Regions from separate parts of the Mus musculus genome. Here region 2 is linked to region 1. Evidence: chromatin contacts called from public HiChIP or PLAC-seq data. All regions are on one chromosome and are shown on one strand. Each heading gives the region's core, a stretch centred on a gene start, on an enhancer-like site or on the middle of the called end of the contact. The rest is flanking DNA. Distances are from core to core; before and after follow the strand shown. Region 1 holds the start of Trim14 (tripartite motif-containing 14). Region 2 overlaps Tbc1d2 (TBC1 domain family, member 2).

Region 1 (4,811 bases), core at 270-2,769:
GGAACAGGTCACAGGTGGCTATGAACAAAATTATATGTTGTTTCTTGTTCTGTTGGGTTTTTTTTTACATCTAGAATAAATTATTTAAATTATTTCATAGCAAGGGAGAGGGATATTTGTCATCTTTTTTTTCTTTTGAAGATTTTGTCATATTTTTTTAAGATTATGTTTTTATGTTCTTGGGCTAATGGAGCAACACTGCCCCCTGACACAGTGACCACCCAAGCAGCAAAGCCGCCCTCGGCTCCTTCCTTCTTGCCTTGGGAGCTTTCTTTCTGATGACTCAGGAACTTTGTGTGAATGAGGGAGAACGCTTGGAGATGAGCTTGTACCCACCTTAGCTCTACAATAATTCTGCTTCCTAGAACAAAACTTGAGGTTGTATCCCAGAGGGAAACGGGAATCAAGATACGGACCTATGCTTTTCATATGAAACCGTGCCTGAAGCCGTTTGAGTGATTGTTTGAATGTTTCTTAAATTCCTTGTACCTTTGTAAAAAAGTAAATAAAAAAATAATTAAGAAATAAAAGTTAAAATAGACACAGAATCGTGCAATGTAAGAATATGACAATCTACTGTGGGTGGTAATTCCTGCCTGTAATCCCAGTTCATGGAAGGCTGAGGCAGGAAGATTGAAAATTCCAGACCAGCTTGGGCAAAGGAGTCTAAGACTCTGCCTCAACCAAAATAATAATAAATAATAACACCAGACTCGATATTGCAATGCTTGGCGATTTCCTTTTTGTTAATTCGTTCTACAAGTACCAATTTAGCACTAGGTGTCTGGACCAGATGATACCGGACCAGGTTGGCAAACTGGTCAGTAAGGTCCGAATACCCTTGAAGTGCTTCCACTTGTGTTTGAGAGAATTCGTGAGGGGCAGGATGGGGCAGGGTGGTCAGGCGGCTGTGGGTGGAGAATGGACGCTTCCTGAAGAAGGAGATAAGCCACACCTCCATGTGATTGGGGGACAGTGAGCAGCAGCTATACCTTAAGCAAGAACTGCAAAATGCCCCGGCTAGAAACAGGGTGGGTCATTCACCCATCAAGGCAAGAGAAATCAGAACATCTTCAGGGCCTGGGGCTTTGAAGTTTTAGCCTGAAGATAATTGGGGCTTCTTGGAAGTATGTTCCAACTTCACCCCCACCTGCCCCCACATGGCTGACCATAGGGAGGAAGCACTACAGGAAAAGAACAAAATGAGGTGTAGAAAATGTAGGCCCTCTGGGCAGGCCACACCACCTACTACGCACCTCCGCAGTTTGCCAGAAGCCCAACATCATCAACAAGCGGGAAGCCAACCTTCCAGTGAGCCCATCAGTGCAAGCACCCGCGTTCCTATCTATAGTGACCTCCTCCTCCTCAAGGTGAGAAAGAGTGGAAGGATGCTGTGCCGCGGATCCAGCACTAGGTGGGACCAAGCATCAACTCTCCAGCAGGTCATCGCCCCTCCAGTTTGCCACTGGGAGCTGGGTCGCCCGCCCCGCCCCGCCCCGCCCCTCCCCGAGCAAGGTTTCGATTTCTGCACCAACCCAACCCGACCACACTGCACAGAGAACAGCGGTTGCCACTGAGAATGGCGAGCGAGACTACCGAGGCGCGGGCGCCCTTTCAGCCCGACGGGGCGTATGGCTGGCGCTGTCCGGAGCACAGCGAACGCCCGGCTGAGCTCTTCTGTCGCCGCTGCGGCCGCTGTGTGTGCGCGCTCTGCCCGGTTCTGGGTGCGCACCGCGGCCACCCGGTGGGCCTGGCCGAGGAGGAGGCTGTGCGTGTGCAGGTGGGAAGCCGCGAGGGCGTGCACCGCAGGTCTGGGCGGGCGGAGATTGAGCACAAGAGTAACCGTCAAAGGAGGGTCAAATCCCGTTAGGACAGGGAAACTAAAGGGGGACCCTGAGGTCCTCTAGATAGTAGACAGTAGGATCGGGAGGCAGAACCCTATGGAAGTGCAAAAGTTGCTCAAACCACCAGCGAAGCTTCCCAAGATTGGCTTGGGGTACAGGAGGCTCAAGCTGGTTAGTACTCACACGTTCTTTACCGCTTCTGCTAGGGCAACTCCCCAACCAGAGTCAAGGACGCGGGAGGGACGTTCGCCTAACAGAGCACAGGGGAGGATGAAGTTGGAAAATTGGGAGTTTACAGCCAACCTGTGATATGTAGAGAGACTATCTCAAAAGACCAGATTGTAGAAAAAGAAAACTGTATGTATGCGTGTGTTCCATGAAGCCTGGAAATGTCTCTGGACCCTGGAGTTCATAAAAGGCCATTCTGAACTGGGACCTGATGGCCTATGTTGTTTTGCTAAGTCAATAAGGTCCCTCTTCCTGCCTTGAATCCGGCTCCTCCCCCTATGCAAATACACCACTGTCCCCTCTCCCACCCCACCCACGGAAGAGGCTTGTTAATCACAGCCTTATCTTCTATAGATAACGAGAAAGCAGGACCCCCAGCCGGCTGCCCTGGCTCTGCAGAATCTATTCTCCTCTCTGCATTTGAGGAAGGCAAGCTAGCCAGAACCTTCTGAACCCCCGGGGCTGATTTTATGTTTATCTCCAAGAAGTCTTTGTAATTCTGCCCAAAGCACCTTCCTTTCTGCTCTCTCCTGACTTAACCACCCTTGACAAGACTACAACTCCAATCTGAATTGGGCCTGAGGGAGGACAGTCTGACTAGTGGAGTCCTGCCCCTGCTTCCAGAACCATCCTTCAGCAACTGTGAAATGACTGCTAATAAGGATCCTCAAATGCTGCTACTCGGAGACCCAAGGCTATGCGTCAACCTAGGCACCCTTCCTCTGTCTATCCACAGAGCCATTCCTTCATCAAGCACATACTCAGCACTCAGCGCCATGGCTTGTACCGTGAGCCAAGTCAGAAATCAGATCCTCGCCGCATCTGGATGAGTTAGTTGCCTGGTTGGTCAGGGGTAGGATAGTAGCACTGCAATGTACTACATATCATACTAGGGAGCCCAGGGTGGTGGCCAGTGAGAGCCAGAAAATAGAACTTGGGGCAGGAAGCCACGCAAGCACTTCCCCAGGGAAGTGCCATTGGGTGGACATGAGCTCTTCTGTCGCCGCTGTGGCCGCTCCGTGTGGGCGCTCTGCCGGGTTCTGGGTGCGTACCGCCGCCACCCGGTGGGCCTGGCCGAGGAGGAGGCTGTGCGCGTGCAGGTGGGAAGCCGCGAGGGCGAGCGTGCAGCGCAGGTCTGGGCGGGCGGAGTTTGAGCACAGGAGTAACCGTCAAGGAAGCGCTTTGAAGGGTAAATAGAATTTCATGGGATCAGGAGACAGAAATTCCAGTGGCTGGAGGTGGAGATCCTAAACCAGAGAGCTAGGGTATCCTTGGGCCAGCTTGAGCAATAGGTGGCTTAGATGTCCCAGATGATGAGTATGTGGAAGCTGAAGCCAAGGCTGACCCCCTTCCCTGCCCCCATTTACCACTGCGGCAAATGCTTGTTGGATGCTAACATGGCAAAGTGACCTGCACTGAGCATGTGCGGCTGGCCAGCCACTCTGATCTCATTTACTCCACACAGCAAACCTGCTTGCGATGGAGGAAACAGATTTTGAGCACATGGCTGTAGAGCGAGGACTAGGACCTAGGTTTATTCTTCCTCTAGAGCTCATAACGCCTGCCAGCCTCCTTGAGCTTCCAGCTCTCCCCTGGAAATTGACATGCCTTAGTATTATTACTCTTGGCTGATTAAGAGTCCAGACCCCGAGGGCTAGAGAGATCGCTCAGCGGTTAAGAGCACTGACTGCTCTTCCAGAGGTCCTGAGTTCAATTCCCAACAACCACATGGTGGCTCATAACCATCTGTAAAGGGATCTGGCACCCTCTTCTGGTGTGTCTGAAGACAGCTATAGTGTATTCATATACATAAAATAAATAATTCTTTTTTTAAAAAAGTTCAGGCCCCATCCCCACCCCTGTTCTCAAGAGTTAGGCCCAGGTGCCAAGTGGAAGACCAGCTGTAGAGAAGGCTAAGGTGGAAATAGCTACCCCTTGGAGGGAAGAGACCCAAACCAGGTATTAGAAAAAGCAACTTCGCCGGGCGTGGTGGCGCACGCCTTTAATCCCAGCACTCGGGAGGCAGAGGCAGGCGGATTTCTGAGTTCGAGGCCAGCCTGGTCTACAAAGTGAGCTCCAGGACAGCCAGGGCTATACAGAGAAACCCTGTCTCGAAAAACCAAAAAAAAAAAAAAAAAAAAAAAAAAGAAAAAGCAACTTCTAAAAGCAGACAAACAGAAATAGGAGCCAGGCATCCAGGCTGTGGCATCCCTGACAAAGGCCTGCGGTGCAGAGGGCCAGAGGCTCTGCTCACCCTGCATCTTATCACTTGACTTTGGGCAAACTACTCACCGGCAGAGCCCCAGGCACTTCTGCTGGAAAAGAATTCAGTGCAGCGGTGGGTTAGTGGTTTAATGAAGTGACTCAGCAGGTGGATGTCCCCTTGCCAAGCCTGGAGTTCAGTCCCTGGTGGAGAGACTAGAAGCTCGTTAGCTTGAAAGTGACAGTTTTCCTTTTTCTCCTGACCCTTCTCACAGAAGCTAATCCAGGACTGTTTAGAGTGTTTGGCAACCAAGAAGAGGCAACATGCGGACAACATAGCCCATTTGGAAGACGCCGGGGAAAGGCTCAAGGCAAGTGGATCCATCTTTTTTTTCCCCTCAGGGCAGATGTCCACATATCCCCCAGGGTCTAAGTATTCCTTAATGTGGAGCCCCGGGAAAACAAGAACTAGACTCAAAACAAGCTGGTAGGATTTGGAGCACCCATGACTTAAAGGGTCTTGAAAGAACACAAAAT
Region 2 (4,636 bases), core at 1,621-4,120, 94 kb before region 1:
GGAAATACAACCCCATTCTTTTCTTATCCTGAACCCCAAAACGAGCAGACTGGATCTTTCAGAACAGTTTCGGGCTGGTGAGCTGGCTCAGCAGGAAAGCGTGCTTGCTGCCAAGCCTGATGACCTGAGTTCGATCCCTGGGACACACTTAGTGGAGGCAAGAACAGATTCCCAAAAGTGTTCTCTGACCTGGCATATACGTGAATAAAATAAAATCAGTTTTCCTTCTAAAAATCCAACAAAATTGACAACTTTTAGCTAGGTCAAGAAAAGAAGAAAAATCAAACTACTAAAGTTGAGGACAAAAAAAGGGGGGGGGTCATTACTTACCAACCTTACAGAACCAAAAAGGATAATAAGGGCCAGGCATGGTGGTTGCGACAAGAAGATTCTGAGTTCAGGGTTAGCCTGGGCTACTTAGTGAGTTCCTATCAAAAAATAAACAGGTTCCAGGGATTGCTGTGAACAACTGTAATGCCGACAAATTTTAAAACTTAGATGAAATGGACAAATTCCTAGAAAGACACAAATTGCTGGGACTGCCTGGAAAAAAAACAAAAACAAAAAACACGGGAATTTGAGTAGACCCAGTAACTAGTTTGTAAGGAGCCTGAAAGGGTCAGATGGCCTCCCTGGACAGTTCTGCAGGTATCTGAAGAAGAGTTGCTGCAATTCCTCTGAGGCAAGGGAGGAGGCACTCTGAGGTGCCAACTGATCAGTGAACCCACAATCCTTTTCTCCCCTACCCAAGTTTCACAACCGTTATCAGGTTCAGTCCCTGACTCTCTCCCCTTTCTGGGACCTGTGATAAAGTCTGTAAAACTACATTTTGTTTCTCCACTGTCTGAGTATTTGTGGAATGAGGGTTTTCCAGAGTGACTTGTCTATCATATTGCTGGAAGGATGGGTCTCACACAGGGACAACACAACCCAGCCAGGGCTATCGTATTTCCTGTCCCCTTGTCTGTCCACCCCACCCCACCCCACTGTGCTTAGTGAATATCCTCCAGCTGCAGTAAAATGGTAACGTCATAGTGAAAACTAGTTGTTGTGGTAGCTCAAAACAAATTTCTGCAATTCACAGAAAATATGAACTGTCACTAGGTGGGGTAGCTCTTAATGTTCTCTCTCTCTCTCTCTCTCTCTCTCTCTCTCTCTCTCTGGGGTAGCTCTTAATGTTCTCTCTCTCTCTCTCTCTCTCTCTCTCTCAGAAAAAGAGTCAACATATCAAATTTATTTCAGTTTTTTTTCCTATCCTTCATGTAAGGCAGAAAACGTTCATGGCTACTCCGTGATAGTGAGTGCAGTGACATTGGATCAGGAGAAGTGTAGGACTGGGGCTATAGCTCAGTTGGTAGAGTCCTTGCCTCTCAGAATCACCGGCACTCTGCGTTGATCCCTGGTGCCTGCCACACAGCAGACGGGTCGGAAGTCCAGAGTCATCCTCTGTCACAGTAAATCTGTGAAGCATGAGATGTGATCTGAGACACATGGGACTCCGTCTCAAGAATAAGAAAAATTCATAGGAAGGCCTCGAGAGATGCTCAGAGGTAAGTGACCTCAGGTCCCGTCTATTGCTGGAGCACAACTGGCCAGCCAGTCTAGCTGAGCAGCGAGTTCTGGATTCCTAGAGAGGCCCTGTCTAGAAAATAACAAATGTGGATAGTGAATGAAGAAAACAGCCAGTGTCTACCTGTGCCCTACACACACACATACAGGGCTGGGACTGGGGCTGAGGTTAGCCTTTTTCTGCATGGCAAATGATTTTAGTTGTAAGATCATTGTGGGATCGCAAAGAGGAACATGCAACACACATTTAAACCAGGCCCTGGATTCCTCCACATCTTGTATCTACATTGAAACAGATTTCAGGAAATGTCAAAGACCAATGGCTAAGTTTTCCTGCCTTCCAAACCCCTCCTACAAAACTCCATTGGGAAGCACGCCTGCCTGAGGCTGGCTCACAGAAGCCATCTCCTGTGTGCCACAAGCCATGGCTGCCCTCCTTGTACAGGCGTGCCTCCTAGTCGAGTGTTTCTTGTTGTGGTGCACGGGCAGATTCTCCTTACACAGCCTGCAGTTTCCAACAGCTCATATAGGGAGGTCTTTCTCTCTCCCTTGCTGCTGATTTCTCAATTGCTGTGCTCTCATCTCTGCTCAGGAGCATAAGCACCTGGGCTATCTCTTCTTCTGCTGGGCCATGAATTGGTTGTAGTCTGGACTCTCAGGACAGCCTTTGGTGCTACCTGGTTCCTTTCTGTAAACCACACAAAGGTTAAGTCTGGACTCTGGACTGGGGCCTCAGCTTCAACCAGCTGCCTAGGCACCCGTGTAGTTAAGCCCCTCGGTAGCCACAAGTCAGGCATCGTGGCTCCGGGTCTAAGGAGAGAGCAAAGGTAGAAAGCTGCCAGGAAGTGTTTACAACATGCCTCAGGAGAGCTGGGAGCCACTGATGGCCTTTGGGCATGCTAGTTAGGAGGCCAGAGGGTTTGGGAAAGTTAGGTCCGCAAGGCCATTCAACAAACATGAAGCAATTTCTTATTACAGGCGCTGTACTGCTGTTCTAAGTTTACCCGTGAGCAGAGTGACAGGCGTGGGGCACATACTTCAGCAGCAAGGTTGGGATTATGGGAACCGAGCTTATATAAGTGGCCATGGCAGGAACGGTGGTTACCTGCACAAAACCTGTACGAGATCCAGCCAGTCATTAATTCCTGCACCAATGGGGGAGGGGTTCGTGAGGCTCAGCGCACTATTGCCAACTAGTGGCTACCGGGGAAGGGAGAACCATTGTTCTTCAGGGTTGTGACCAATGGTAGGTTGTCCTTGCTCAAGCAGGCAACAGTAATTGGACTCTGTGGGAAGGGCATTGGTTGAGGCGGTTGGGGAAGTGGGTGGGGGAAGTTAGGGAGGATATGGTCATGATACACGGTAGGAGGCTGGGGAAATAAACGGTTCAGTGGTTAAGAGCACTTACTCTTGTAGAGGGCCCTCACCCATTCTAGTCCCAGCATCCGCACAGTGGCTCACAACCATCTGTAATCCAGTTCTAAGGGATCCGATGCCCTCTTCTGACCACCGCAGACAGCAGGAGTGCACATGGTTCACAGATATACATGCAGGCAAAACACTCATAAAATAAAATGAATCTAAAAGGAAATCACTGCATGTATGTGATAAATTCACCAGGAATAAAAGGGTAGGGAAGTGCAGTGTAGATGGGGCTTTGTAAGAAGGGCGAGGAGCTTGGGCCAGGGCTGGGGAGGCGGGGATGCATCATACAGGATGCTGAGGAGAGCGATTGGAATGACTGGAAGCATGCTGCTGAGGCCAGAGCTCTGCAGGCAGCAGGAAGGCAGAGACTGCTGGCCTCACACTCCTCACTTGTCCTTTCAGAAACACCATGCACAACATCCGTGGCAACAAGCAGGCCCAAGCGGCAGCCCACGGGCCACTCGTGGAAGACTCGCCTCAGGGTGGAGAGCCTCAAAGCGGGGAACAGCCCTCGATCTCTGACCCCAGCCTTCCAGGTGAGCGTTGTCCAAGCCTGAGACCAAGCAATCTCTGTCTCCTCCCTGCCTGCAAGGGTGTGTGTGTGTGTGTGTGTGTGTGTGTGTGTGTGTGTGAAGAAGAACACACTTACGGTAGTTTTTATAGTTAGGAGGGAGCTGAGGAGTCCAAGGTGCACACGCTGCAGAGCAGGATTCTAGGAAAGATCTCCTCCAGGCTGGAAGACAGCGGTGCTGTGTCCTCTCCGGTGGCCAAGAGAGCTCTCATCTTTCCCTTCTTCTGAGGACACTAATCCTATCATGGGGCTGCACCTTCATCTGAATTACCCAAGGCCCTGCCTCCTGATGCTCCTAATGCTAACTCGGGGGACTAGAGCTTCAGCCTGGGGTTATGGTAACACACATTCAGTCCTTAGCAGGGTGTGTTGTGTGACAGACTCTTCCTGGGGCGATGTAGCACACACCACACACACACACAATCCATTCACTCCAGAAAGGGCACCCGTGATAGACCAAAATAATGATTACACCAACGTCCAACTTGGCTAAACCAGTGAACTTTTATTGGGGTTACTAATGGGTGGGGGGAGGGTACTTAAAAGGGTGAGGGGTGACTCAAAACAGCAACTGTGTCACCAAAAATAATGCCCAATACAGATGCAGAGTCCTAAAAGCTGCACAGAAGCCCTGCCTGGAGCTCCCTGCTCATCACAGGCAGCTCGGCAGCCTGTATGTCTCTTCCCTCCGTAGCTGGGTTGGTCAGTCTCGCCCCACCCCCACCCAGGCTGACTCAGGTTTATACTGCTGGGGGAGGGGCGTTCCAGAATCTTCCAGGTTTCTGTTCTCCAGATGAGTTACCTTTGTTTACCTACTGAGTCTCACGAGGCTCCCCTCCCTCCTCAGGCTCCAGAGGTAAAGAGTAAGGATTCGGTTGGTTTCCCCGATGAGACAGAGTCTCGTGTATCCCAGACCTCTAACATGCTGGAGCCGAGAGTGACCTTGAATTTACAATCTTCTACCCCTCCCTCCTGTGCTGGAATGCAGGCGTGCACCACCGGGTTAGAATGTTTTATTGTAGTAAAATACATGTACATAACAAAATTTACCATTTTATCACTTCCCATTAC

What was found. HiChIP or PLAC-seq counts read pairs in DNA pulled down with a chosen protein or histone mark.
Region 2: a contact with region 1 is called in an H3K4me3 HiChIP or PLAC-seq map of bone marrow-derived macrophages, with 2.7 times the contacts expected there. The contact joins the enhancer-like site here to the promoter of Trim14 in region 1. A contact is called at or near these places in 3 of 39 promoter capture datasets (the C10 cell line, the HPC-7 cell line and pre-B cells), 2 of 15 datasets of contacts at CTCF or cohesin (the G1E-ER4 cell line and large pre-B cells), 7 of 484 Hi-C or Micro-C datasets (the G1E-ER4 cell line, bone marrow-derived macrophages, erythroblasts and 1 more), 5 of 115 datasets of contacts at active chromatin or transcription factors (the HPC-7 cell line, Th17 cells, bone marrow-derived macrophages and 1 more) and 3 of 9 other capture datasets (adipose tissue, liver and pancreatic islet).

Annotation. Positions count from the first base shown.
Region 1 is chr4:46,532,849-46,537,659 of GRCm38.p6, reverse strand. Trim14 (tripartite motif-containing 14) reads left to right here and starts at 1,519. Exons shown (of 6, transcript NM_029077.4): 1 at 1,519-1,780; 2 at 4,550-4,645. The coding sequence starts at 1,580. It overlaps Coro2a (coronin, actin binding protein 2A), which reads left to right. Exons shown (of 12, transcript NM_001164804.1): 12 at 1-723. Gm16731 (predicted gene, 16731) reads right to left here and starts at 1,759. Exons shown (of 4, transcript NR_151695.1): 1 at 1,597-1,759; 2 at 337-489.
Region 2 is chr4:46,628,770-46,633,405 of GRCm38.p6, reverse strand. It overlaps Tbc1d2 (TBC1 domain family, member 2), which reads left to right. Exons shown (of 13, transcript NM_198664.3): 4 at 3,397-3,530. Gm42281 (a long non-coding RNA gene) reads right to left here. Exons shown (of 4, transcript XR_881230.2): 4 at 4,564-4,636. Among named protein-coding and RNA genes, the nearest start is that of Gm42281, 9.9 kb to the right of the region's middle. Within about 2 kb of position 2,870, at least 74 of the 459 cell types and tissues checked have an H3K27ac peak or open chromatin away from gene starts, as enhancers often do. A contact at or near this core is called in adipose tissue, bone marrow-derived macrophages, embryonic stem cells and 1 more, where this site is marked.